Regions from separate parts of the Mus musculus genome. Here all the other regions are linked to region 2. Evidence: chromatin contacts called from public Hi-C and HiChIP or PLAC-seq data. All regions are on one chromosome and are shown on one strand. The core of a region is the stretch at or near the end of the contact, and the rest is flanking DNA. Distances in the headings are between cores, read along the strand shown. Region 1 has its middle 39 kb from the start of Gm23352. Region 2 has its middle 24 kb from the start of Gm34916. Region 3 has its middle 41 kb from the start of Thbs2. Region 4 has its middle 25 kb from the start of Thbs2.

The links. HiChIP or PLAC-seq counts read pairs in DNA pulled down with a chosen protein or histone mark. Hi-C and Micro-C count contacts between places; a contact is called where the count stands out from the background.
Region 1: a contact with region 2 is called in an H3K27ac HiChIP or PLAC-seq map of the NIH/3T3 cell line, with 4 times the contacts expected there. The contact joins two enhancer-like sites. A contact is called at or near these places in 1 of 15 datasets of contacts at CTCF or cohesin (the NIH/3T3 cell line), 6 of 484 Hi-C or Micro-C datasets (embryonic fibroblasts, epidermal suprabasal cells, forebrain and 2 more) and 5 of 115 datasets of contacts at active chromatin or transcription factors (the NIH/3T3 cell line, a colorectal cancer cell line, embryonic stem cells and 2 more).
Region 3: a contact with region 2 is called in a CTCF HiChIP or PLAC-seq map of the NIH/3T3 cell line, with 25 read pairs. The contact joins two enhancer-like sites. A contact is called at or near these places in 1 of 15 datasets of contacts at CTCF or cohesin (the NIH/3T3 cell line), 16 of 484 Hi-C or Micro-C datasets (the F1.1 cell line, adipose-derived mesenchymal stem cells, cortical neurons and 10 more) and 6 of 115 datasets of contacts at active chromatin or transcription factors (the NIH/3T3 cell line, a colorectal cancer cell line, embryonic stem cells and 3 more).
Region 4: a contact with region 2 is called in a Hi-C map of muscle stem cells, with 4 times the contacts expected there. The contact joins two enhancer-like sites. A contact is called at or near these places in 1 of 39 promoter capture datasets (cranial neural crest), 1 of 15 datasets of contacts at CTCF or cohesin (the NIH/3T3 cell line), 13 of 484 Hi-C or Micro-C datasets (the C2C12 cell line, the F1.1 cell line, cerebellar granule neurons and 9 more) and 5 of 115 datasets of contacts at active chromatin or transcription factors (embryonic fibroblasts, fibro-adipogenic progenitors, neural progenitor cells and 2 more).

The regions. Positions count from the first base shown.
Region 1 is chr17:14,752,022-14,754,770 of GRCm38.p6, forward strand. No RefSeq gene overlaps it. Among named protein-coding and RNA genes, the nearest start is that of Gm23352, 39 kb to the right of the region's middle. Within about 2 kb of position 1,325, at least 25 of the 459 cell types and tissues checked have an H3K27ac peak or open chromatin away from gene starts, as enhancers often do. A contact at or near this core is called in the NIH/3T3 cell line, where this site is marked.
Region 2 is chr17:14,544,743-14,547,607 of GRCm38.p6, forward strand. No RefSeq gene overlaps it. Among named protein-coding and RNA genes, the nearest start is that of Gm34916, 24 kb to the left of the region's middle. Within about 2 kb of position 1,314, at least 95 of the 459 cell types and tissues checked have an H3K27ac peak or open chromatin away from gene starts, as enhancers often do. A contact at or near this core is called in the C2C12 cell line, the NIH/3T3 cell line, a colorectal cancer cell line and 4 more, where this site is marked.
Region 3 is chr17:14,734,328-14,737,126 of GRCm38.p6, forward strand. No RefSeq gene overlaps it. Among named protein-coding and RNA genes, the nearest start is that of Thbs2, 41 kb to the left of the region's middle. Within about 2 kb of position 1,359, at least 42 of the 459 cell types and tissues checked have an H3K27ac peak or open chromatin away from gene starts, as enhancers often do. A contact at or near this core is called in the NIH/3T3 cell line, a colorectal cancer cell line, cortical neurons and 1 more, where this site is marked.
Region 4 is chr17:14,717,577-14,720,760 of GRCm38.p6, forward strand. No RefSeq gene overlaps it. Among named protein-coding and RNA genes, the nearest start is that of Thbs2, 25 kb to the left of the region's middle. Within about 2 kb of position 1,360, at least 63 of the 459 cell types and tissues checked have an H3K27ac peak or open chromatin away from gene starts, as enhancers often do. A contact at or near this core is called in the C2C12 cell line, the NIH/3T3 cell line, muscle stem cells and 2 more, where this site is marked.

The DNA.
Region 1 (2,749 bases), core at 75-2,574, 210 kb after region 2:
TAGGGAGCCCAAACATGGAACTTCACACAGTGAACCTTAAGACCCCAGAAGTTCTGAGTGTGCTTGGTAAACATTCTCTGTCTCGTGTCATGAGGATGCAGACTTGAGGGACAGCAGACAGTTATCTCTGATGTTTGGAGGCCATGTGACTTGTGGGTCCTTACAGGTCTGACTGTGTGACATAGACAAGAGTGAGGGAGGCTCGCTGCCATCTGTGTCTTCATCAGTGAAGCTACTAAAGGAGAAGAGAGTGAAGACACAGGCCATCCCAAGTGTGTAGCAGAGAACCCCTAAGATTCACCTGTAGATTGTCATTGGCTGAAATTTAAGTGGATGATAATAGTGACCGGGTGAAGCTAACCTTGTCACTCTGAATTTTCATATTTCAAGTTCTCCATGTGTTGTCGTCTGTGTGGCAGGAAAGCATCAGGGTGTCCTCAGAACTGGATGCCTGATGTTATGTCAACTACACTTGAACTTGCTAGAACCAACGTACGTATGTAAGATGGTGAGTGTGGAAGGATACTGGGCTGCATGGATGGGGTTCAGTTGGGAGTTGAGTGTACCCTACAATATTGTTGAGCTTTCGGGAGGCTACACAGATAACTGTTGCAAGCTGAAAAAGTGCTACTGACCTGCCTGGCATACAAGACCTCTCAGCTGCACCCAGCCTGCCTTAAACTCACTCAGAACACCTACATTTGCCCACAAAGGAAGCCTTTATTCAACCCAAAATCCATCTTATAGACCATGCTCAGGATCCCCTGTGATTTTTTTATATCCTATACCGAGAAGCTGTAAGAATACTGCCATCCCATTGTAAGGATGAGAATTCTAAGTTAAGCAACTGTAAACCAGGGACAGTTGATATTCTAAAGAACGTGTTTGCTCTGGAGTCCTGGAAGTGTAGAAACTGTACCTCGCTCAGAGCAGCTGATGGCAACTCTGATTCTCAGCATGCCCAGACTCTCCCTGTCCCTACACAAACCTAGCTTTTCTATGGAGTCTTAAGGAGGCAAACTGAGGTACTGTGGCCACAGGAGAAAACGGATGCTCTTCTTTACAAAGATTAGACATCTTTGTCTTAATTATACATCAGACTACAGAGGTTTTACCAAGTCATCTCTCAAGGCTGAGAGCAGGAAGTTTTCTCTTCTTAAAAATTTCCATAGCCCCAAGCTGTGCTGGAACAGCCATGCCCTACCAGAATTGGAAGAAAAGACAAATTGCCTGGCTGATCTCCAGACATGTGGGGAAACAGTGGTTATCAAACAGAAGCCATCTTCAACAACGGAAGATGAGTAACATCTGCCAGTGACAGCGGCAGGCGTGAGTTGCCAGTTCTGGCCACGAACACAGCTCAGCTGCCCGAACATGCAACCACACCTCTGACAACAAGAGAGATGGCAACAAACACACCTCTGCTTCCCCAGAACATGCCAGCCCTCCAGTTTCTAAAATAATTCTCTGTGTAGACCTAGACAAAGGCCTTTGTGGGAGAACACTGGGAAAATGTCCTGATCGCTTTCTTACATGCTTAATAAGGAGAACTACAAGGTTACCATGCATCTAGCTACTCCCATACAGAGATGCTAAAGTATGTGAGGGAAGGACGGGAACAGCAGTCACCGACCTGTCTGTGCAAGTTTACAGGGCATGATAAGCAATTCAGGAAAAGGAAAAGAACTTGCCTGGTCCAGTGTCACGCGGACACAGGTGGAAACCCATGGTGCTCTGGTCATGACAGAGACTGGGTTCAGTAGAATCCAGCAAGTGCCCATTGGCCATTTACCAACACTGTGTCGCACTCCCTCTCGTCCAGGTGGGCCAGAAACAGACGCCCAGTAGTCACATCAGACGCATCACAGTAGTCAGGACAAATGTGTTGCCATAGAGATTTTAAAATCTGTCACCATACAACCCTAGATCTTGACCCACAACTGTAATAAAGTCTAGGAAGAAGCACCCAAAGCACTCAAGGACCATGATGCAGGAACTCTGGGAAGCTTCCTGAAGCAAATGACATTAGGTTTTGCCACATAGGACAAGTATTACCTAGCGGGTAGTATTAAGCTCCTTTGTCTGTGTGTCTGAACTGGGGGGGAGGGGGGGGACAGTGAGGCAAGAGCAAAACACCATGCAAACATTTTCCCAAAGAACCCTTAAGTTTTTACTTCAGCACAAAACTCGTTCCAGGTAGAATAGGGTATAAAGCTACCCAGAGGAGGAGGGCAGGCTGCAAAGCATGAGAGAAGGCAGGAGTCAAGCGTGAAGATAGGGCTCAGTAAATAGACAGGTCATTGGGCTCTGCACCCTGGGAGTGACATGGAATTTACTGTAAGGGCAACAGAAAACCTCTGGGGGCTGAGCACAGAGAAGGGTAGTAGCATGCATGAAGTTTCTCTTCAGCCACTCCTTCTGGCTGTGTGCACTCACTAATGTGGAATGTGAAGATGGAGATAAATCACGATTGCTCACACTTAGGACAACAAGTATCAAAACCATCACTTTCTCTTCCACCCCAGGGCAGGTAGGGCCTCGTGTAATGCTGAAGAGGGATGAGGTAGATTGGCTCCATCACTCGTCCTGAGGGTCAGGACCGTGGTGGGCCTGCCGAACATGGGCTACTTACTCCTCAATGGCCTTGAGGCTGTGTGAACCAGAAGACTGCGTGTCTTGAGGCATTGCCTGTGACGTCTACTGAGCTCCTTCCTACATCCAGACCCTATACCTAACACCTTTTAAACAG
Region 2 (2,865 bases), core at 64-2,563:
TATGCCAAAAAAATAAAAAACAAGTCTATACCATGCACCATATGCAACGATTAATCCATATGTTATAGACCTGCCTGTGAAATGAGAAACTTTAAGCCTTCTACTAAAAACGTGAATCACAGCTGTGTAGACAGAATGAGGTATGTTACCAGATTCAGCAGGAAACTTATGATTCATGAAAGATGAAAATAATAAATTTGAGTTTAATAAAGCCAGAGACTTTGCATCACAGAAGATGCAGCTGGGAGAGTGCAAAGCTGAATACCGGACAAGGACAATCTGCAAATCCTGCATCACTGGATAGTGAAGTGGGTTTCTGAAGATTTCTACCCTTTACCTTCTTGCCTCTCTATGAGTGTTGTTACAACTCAATTAAAATAAAACTGTGCCTAGGGCTGTAGCTCAGTGCAAGAGCCCTTGGCTTGTGCACTGGAGATCCCTGCCTGCAACCCTCATTATAGTCAGGAAATAAAAGCAGAGAAGAAGCCATTGACAACACTTTATAGAGCTGTGGAGGTGGCTCAGGCGATATAGTGCTTTCTACATGACCCCGAGAACTGGAATTTAAATGCTCATGCCCAGAACTCATGTAAAGCCTGGTATAGTAGCACACATCCATAATTCTCATGCTCTTAGACCAGATTACGGTGGAGACAGGAGAATTCCTGGAAACTTACAAGGGAGCTGGTTGGCTGGAATTAATGGCAAACAAGAAGAGATACTGTCTCAGATAAGGTGGAAGTCAAAGATGGACTCTGATTTTCAAAAGTGTGCTGTGGAATGCACATGCATACAGTCCACAAACACAGAACTATGGTGAATTGCCATTCCATTATCACATGTGAAAGAATCCTGATCCCATAGGTGATACACACATTTTCCCACTGGAGAATGTTGGCACAATGACAGGATAGATTGATTCTCAGGGGCTCAGCCAAATGCTAAGAGCCTGTGTGCTTGCTGGAGCAGTGTGTGCTGTCTGCAAAAAAAAAAAAAAAAAAATTTTAACACCCAGAAATTCGTATACCTAAAGATGGATTGCAGAGGATAATGAGCATATCTAACGAACCGGCAATGACAAAACTCACATTTTAATCCAGAATCAGGAATCAGGAACTGGGACTCTGCAGCAAATTATGCAAGAGTGACCAGAGGGACTGCTAGGCTGGCCACTTGGTGGCGCCAGAGGGCCTCATACGAAACCCCACAGATCCGTTTTAGGTGAGGTCACTAATCACCTCGGAGCCAACCCCTCCACCCAGCGTGGGTGAGGAACTTCTGTATTCGGTATGGTTGTCGCACGAGATGAAGCAGGTTCATAACTCAGCTGTGACTCACTAGGAGAAATGAAGAAACGGGGACACTGGCCGATCCTCACCCTAACCTCAGAGTTCCCTTCTGGGCTTCTGCGTAATGAATTCTGACTGTCCTGGCCATTGTTCCACATTTCCCAGAATTGATTAGAACCTTTACTGGTCCACGACTTGAATGGCTAAGAAGGAAAATATGCAAACAAACATAATCACGCGGGTTTCAATGGGTGGGGACAAGCAGATGGCCCCAGCTCTGCTGGAGAGCTCTAGAAAATTTGGCTCCTACCCAGATACCCATTCAGTTCCTTGTTATGAAGACAGCCTGAGCTCCCTCGTGCCCGGCTCAGCCAGCATTTACTGTGCTTGGCAATGATCAAGGTGTGTGTCATCCTCAGAGTCTGCTTTCTGTGGCTGTACACTTCACTATCATGCAAGATCTTTATTTTCCCAATATCCAACCTTTCCTGACTCTGGAAGATCTACAGTCTTTAAAAGTTCTTGAGTGACAACTGGTCCTGGAGCTAGTAGGTACAAGCTGCCCCTTCTCTATTTCCGTTTTTCAGTATGCTTGTTATTGATATATAGAAAGGTTACTGTATTTGTGTTTGCATTAATTTTTGTCTTGCCACGTTGATGCACGTGTTTATAAGCTTTAAGGCAATTTTCTGTTTCATCTTTAGAATCGTGTGTGTGTGTGTGTGTGTGTGTGTGCGTGTGTGTGTGTGTGTGTGTGTGTGTGTGTGTTTGGTTTTGACATTAGGGAATCATGATCTCCTCCAAAGAGTTTGGCAGCATTCTTTCCCTTTCTATTTTGTTGGTATTTGTCATTCTTCAAAGATCTGCTAGAATTCGCTGATGAATACACTGGGTTCTTTTTAGTTGGGAGACATATTTATTATTATTATTATTATTATTATTATTATTATTATTAATTTCTGCTGCTGCTTCAATCATGTTGGTCTGTTTGGATCATTTATTTCTTTGTACTTTAACTTTCATAGGTCATATGAATCTAGAAAACTGTCTGTTCATTTCAGATTTTCCATGGCATGCCCTATATTTCTCTTTTCATCTCTAATTTTCTTGGTTTGGATCCTATCTTTTTCATTTGGTTAATAGCTAAGGGTTTGCCAGTCCTTTCCTCTCAGGACTTCTTTTATTGACACATAATTTTTGGAATGCTGAGTTTTCACTTTCATTCTATTCTAGGAACCTTTCTGCTTCCTCCTTGATTTCTTCGTGGCCTGGCTGTCATCCACAGTGGTTAGCTTCCATGTATTTGTGTGCTTCCAGTAGTCTCCCTTGCTGTGGCTACCCAGCCTTTTTATTTTGCTGTGATCAGATAGAATGCAGAAAGTGCTTTCAAATTTTATGTCCTAGCACGTAATCCATTTCTCAGAAAGCACCACAGGGATGTCTGTATGTTTTATAATGCCATTTAACTCTTTTTGTTTTGTCCAGATGACTTATTGAGAGTAGGGAGTTGAGGTCACTCACAATTACTTTATTGGGGTTAATCTGTGACTATACACTTAGCATTTGTTCTGACAAG
Region 3 (2,799 bases), core at 109-2,608, 190 kb after region 2:
CAGTTAGTGAATGGAGCCTCATCAAAGAAATCCCACTGAGAGCCCAGCGGAGATATTCACTGGGTTTTATAAACACACACATGCTCTTCAGATCCTTACCACACACAAAGAAATATTAAAAGTAGAACTGAAAAAGATTTTTGTGGCTTTTTATCCTAGGGAACTATTGCCTAGCAGCTTCCTAAAACTAAGCGACGTGACATAGGTTCTCAGTAGTGTAACTCGTAAGGCAAACAATAAGTCTGAGAAGGAGAAGACAGACACTGAGCACCAGCTGCCTTAAAGTCACAGCCTGGTCCCTGACCTAAGTCCAAATCCTCCAGAGGGAACATTGCTTTGTGACTGGCCTATTCATGTATGTCCATGTATGTGCGTGCATGTGTGTGTATGTGTGTGTGTGTGTGTGTGTAATGTTCAAATGAGTTTCTTTATGTGTGTGTGCTAACAGTGTATGTATGCACCTATCTGTATCTGTTACTGTATAAGTGTGGAGTATGTGTGTGTGTGCTCAAAGTGTGTATATGCAACTATCTATGTATCTGTGTCTGTGTGTGTAAATGTGCAGTGCACGTGTATGTGTGTGTGCTCAAAAGTGTTTATATGTGTGCATGTGCTAAAAGTGTATGTGTGTGCCTATCTATATATCTGTGATTGTGTAAGTGTGGGGTGTGTGTTTTTAAATGTGTTTCTGTGTATGTATGTGTGTATAGGCACTTATCTATGTATCTGTGACTGTGTGTGTGTCATGTGTTTGTGTGTGTGTGTGTGTAAGAAGTATATCCCTATAGTGTAAACTATTAAAGAATAAAGAGTTCTGACACTTGGAGAAACAGGCATGGCAGGATTTCTCTCCCCATGGTAGTGTAGGTTGTGTGGGTTTCTTTTTTCCATGTAGCAAAGTTCCCAAAGGAGGGATTGAATAATAGATGATGGTTTAAACTCTAGAATGAAACACGTATCAGAACCTAGTCCATGTTGGGTGGGTAGCCAAGTGGTCATGTTACGAAGAGGTGAATAAGGCTCATACTCTGCTTTTAAAAAGATCAGTAGAAAAGCAGAATTAGCAACTGGGTCATGACAGCTGCATTACGGCGTGTTAACTAAGAAGTTGGGCTCTGGGTATGTTTATCTCACCGTGAGATCAGGAAACACTAGTGAAACACTGCAGTCCCAGCATGTGCTGAACTGGGATAAAGTGGAGCTCACTACCTGATCTCTGTAGAGTGAGATAAAGCCCCATATGAGATATATTCATACAGTCGCCTATAAAAAACAGCTGGGTTATAACTGTTAAAGGAGGAATGACACCAAATAAAACTTAAGAGTTTGTATGAGCGAAGGGTGATTCATGATTTGACTCATAATCTCCTTCCAGATTTGTGCTAAGGCCAGAAGGAGGTTATGGCCTCTGATTCCCGGGCTTCTCAGGCCGGGTACAAAAGCACAGGAGAAAAAGAACTGATTGCCACCACTGGCAGTCTGCTCCACGCTGCCATGGCCTGCCACATGGCCAGGATCAGCTCATTGGCTAAATCATGATTCACAATTATTCAATTGTGAGATGCCTCTAAGTTCACATTTGACAGTGTCAGGGTTCACAGAACCAGCCGAGACTGGGGCATCCTGCTGACCTGTTTTTCCAATCCAGTCTCAGAAATTCCCTCTGAGTCTTGACCTACTGACCAAGAGGACAGTATAGGAGCCACTCAGTCACCAGCATGGCTGCTTTGTCTCTGTCTCTAAGTGAGACTCACAAGGCATACCAGGCCACAGAGAAAGCCTTGTGTTGTTCCTTCCGCTATCTAGCCTGCTGCCTGTTACGGTAACTACAAATCTGCATGGGAGAACGGGGACAGCGTACAGGGCAGCAGAGGTTACAGGAGGAACTCGGAAGATTCCTTCTAGATACCGGAGGCTTTGCTGCCATCCAGGCCTCAGCAGCCAAATGATAGAAACAACAGACAGTTAGATATTAGTCCCTGGGAGAAAACTATGGGCATCTGTGAGTACAGAGGATATGAGTCAAGGGTCCAAGGTGTGATCCCAGAGCCATCTTCCCGGCTACAGTTTGAAGGGCTCTGGCTGAGGAAGCCTGTCTTTGAAAGCTCCTTCAGTGCCTGTAGCCATGACAGATGCCACTCAGCTGTCCAGCCCCATTATGCAGGGCTTTAGGCGCTCCTCAATCTACAGATGCTGGCACCATAGAGAAGCAATAGAACCAGGAAATAGCATCACCAAGAACTCTGAAGTTCCCAAAGGGAGTATAGTATTTTCTTTATAACTGTCCTCATTTCTGCCAGAGATCATCACAGCAAGACCAAGTTAATTTAGGCTCATTAAACACAACTTGGATACTTACAGAAGTGCAGAACGGCCTCTGGCTCACCACATGGTGTATGTCTAGTTGGTTGCAACTTTCACAAGGACTCTCTGAGCCACTCAGTACTAGAAAGGTAAGCATGTTAACTACTTTGAGACATCCTGGGAGTCCTCTGAGATACCCAGAGTTAGATATTTCTCCCAGGGACTAATAGCAAAAGAACTCTGTTTACAATGTCATTGTGAGATGGTTTAAAACACTGTATTAAGTAAGGCTACAAGTCACTATGGAGCCCTGCTTGGTTTCCCAAAGGTACAAACACAAGACCTAAAACCAAATACAGAAAGTTAGAGAGTTGTAGAAAATCCTGTCAGTATTAAGAAAGATACTCATCTCCCTCAGGTGAGTAGAGGCAGGGAAAGCTGGTGGTTAACACAGGGGATGGTTTTGATGTTTTAGCTTCATTCAAAGCTTCATTT
Region 4 (3,184 bases), core at 110-2,609, 170 kb after region 2:
ATGAAGGCACACTCTATCCAACCTAATGGAATACAATGAAATCAGTGCTAGCTCTGAGTGCCTCAAAAATGAAACTGGAGAGAGCTGACACTAGCAGCTTGACAGCACACCTGGAAGCTCTAGAATAAAAAGAAGCAAATACACCCAAGAGGAGCAGACAGCAGGAAATAATCAAACTCGGGACTAAAATCAACCAAGCAAAAACAAAAACAACTATACAAAGAATCAACCAAACCAGGAGCTGGTTCTTTGAGAAAATCAACAAGATAGATAACCCCTTAGCCAGACTAACCAGAGGGCACCGAGACAGTATCCAAATTAACAAAAACAGAAATGAAAAGGGAGACATAACAACAGAAACTGAGGAAATTCAAAAAATCATCAGATCCTACAAAAGCCTATATTCAACAAAACTGGAAAATCTGGATGAAATGGACAATTTTCTAGACAGACACCAAATACCAAAGTTAAATCAGGATCAGATAAACCATCTACACAGTCCCATAACCCCTAAAGAAATAGAAGTAGTCATTAAAAGTCTCCCAACCCCCCCCAACTTGGTCTTGTAAACTTTGTATGTCCCAGCACAGGGGAACGCCCGGGCCAAGAAGTGGGAGTGGGTGGGTAGGGGAGCGGGGGGCACTTGAAATGTAAATGAAAAAAAATATCTAATAAAAAAGTCTCTCAAAAAAAAAAAAAAAAAAAAAAAAAGCTCAGGCCCAGATGGTTTCAGTGAAAAATTCTATCAGCCCTGCAAAGAAGAGTGATCTATTCTATGTCGAGATTTCTGCATTTTGTCTTTAAAGCTCTTTCTGTTGGAGCTCAAGCCATAGAGGTTTCACTCTCAGGTGTGGTCCCTTCTGCAGTTAGATTTTATCTGAGCCCAGTTCATCTGCTTGCTTCTGCTCCAGTGTGTGACCTATATTCATTGGTTTTACTGCTCACTGCCTGTGTCACTGCAGGAGTGGGATGGGCTGTTGAACTCATTGCCTCGTCTTCAGGAAATACCTCCTTCATTTTTCATAGCATTTCACATCTTCATTTAGAAAGTTTACCTCTAAAAATCCTGAACAAAAATAGCATGTTCTTGTTGCTCTAGTTTTCCCATAATTTTACTGTGTCATGAAACACTGTTGGGGTGAGACTGGCTCCCATTTACTAGCTCGTTAATATTCATACCTCAGCTCTGGTTCCTCTCCATGGTAGGACAGTTACCGTGGAGCTAACTTTTGGTAGTCTGGGCTTTCCTAGGTTTGGGGCACCTGGCCCCCAGCCATTGTTCAGTGATATATAACACAGTGTGGACAGTGAGCTCACCCAGGGCCCCGAAGACTCTGTGTAAGCTGCTACACCATTGTGCAATCGCCTAGGAGATGATGAGCAACCCACTTGGGAAATGGGGTCAGCTCTCCCTATACAAGGTGACTCATCTGGCCTTTCATCTTCTTGACAGCAGCGTTTTGTCTGTAGCTGCCTCAAAATATTCTCTCCATTTCATCATAGCTAATATTTTATAGACTTGTGTTCTTCAACAAATAATTAAAACCACCCATATCCTCTCTGGGCAGGAGCAGCCTGGGAAGAGTATAATGGGATGTTTCCGGCCATTACACATGGCTATTGTATATGCTCAAATCTTTTACATTAGTCATTTGACATCTGACTGTGACATTTAAACTATCAAAAGGGGGAATTATTACCAAATGATTATAAAAAGAAACAATCAGAACATTCTAAGGAGTTAGTTCATACAAACAGCCTACAAATATAACCAAATCAGATGGTTTTAATGAATCCTTTGCAGGGTAACAATTAGGAATAGGTGACTAAGGTCAGACTCTTGTAGCAAAGCACATTTTCTGCTCCCTTAAACTTTCTAAAGCTTGAGTGGTTTCTATCCTCATCCTTCCTAAAATGGAGTTTCCTTCAGAAAGGAAGATTCCCACAATTTTGTTTAAAAACATTTTTTCAATACAGATATATTTCATAATGACCCAGAAATATGTACTTACAAGGCTAGTTTCTCAATTAAAAAAAATGAATGAATGAAGTTGATGTTCTAGTAGTTGTCTTTACTCCTTTCTTTTGAATTCTCGATGCTATTAAAATATGGTCTCTGAAAAGAATATCTTGGAGGGCCAAAGGTGGGGTTATACTTGATGTTTTGAATGAAGCATGTTGAGGTATAATTTGCATGTGCTGAAGATTCCCCAATTTCAGTTGTTCATTCCACAAACATTTCAGCACTCTGAAGATCTCCTGCATTCTGTTGCATTCAGACTGGTCCAACCTTAACCCAACAAATACTGACTTTCTGTGTCTCTATTGATTATTTTCTCTCTTCTGGAACTTTGTATATACTGTGAATTTTTGCTAGTTTCAATATTAAATCATTAAGATTATGGGAAAATCTGTCACCTCCCTGGTAAGTAGCCCTTCTCTCTGGTTCTTGCCATCGGTCCTTAGGAAATGGTTCATCTACTTCCTGTCACTATAGATTAACTTGTTCTACAATTTTCTGTAGATGAAATCATGATTGTATGAGTCTTTGGTCTGGCTTCACTCTCGGCACAGGCGACTTGATTCATCCATGCTGTACCATGGAGCACTGGCCCTGTGTTCTCACTGCCATGCAGTATCCCATCATGTGAGCGGTCCACACAGTTTACCCATTCACCTTTTAATAAAAAGCCATGTCTTTTTCACTTCCTGGCTCTCAGTGATCAAGCTTCTGCTAGTGTTCTCATACAAATCTTTGCCAAGACACATGCTTGCATCTCTCCTGGGAAAATGCTAAGTGGCGGAAACACCCCGTCATTGGGCGGGCTTGCTTAACTATCTCAAGAAACGTCCAGGCTGTTTCCAAGCAGCTGTTACTCCACATGTCCATTAAGTGTGGATGAGTGATCTGTTACCACACCTCGTCAGTACTCACTGCGGTCATCATGTGCAGCACTGTTTTAGTGAGCATGTCCCTGAGGGTTAATGCTAGATAGCACTATATCCTTGCCACCTATCCAACTTGGTAGGTGAAGTGCCTCTTAGATATCTATCCTTAATTAGGTTGCTTGGTTTTTGATGTTCAGTTTTGGATGAGTTCTTTATATGTGGGGACAAGTTCTTGCTCAGATAGGGTTTGCAAATATGTTCTGCCCAAGTGCCATGTATCATTTAGAACTTGGAA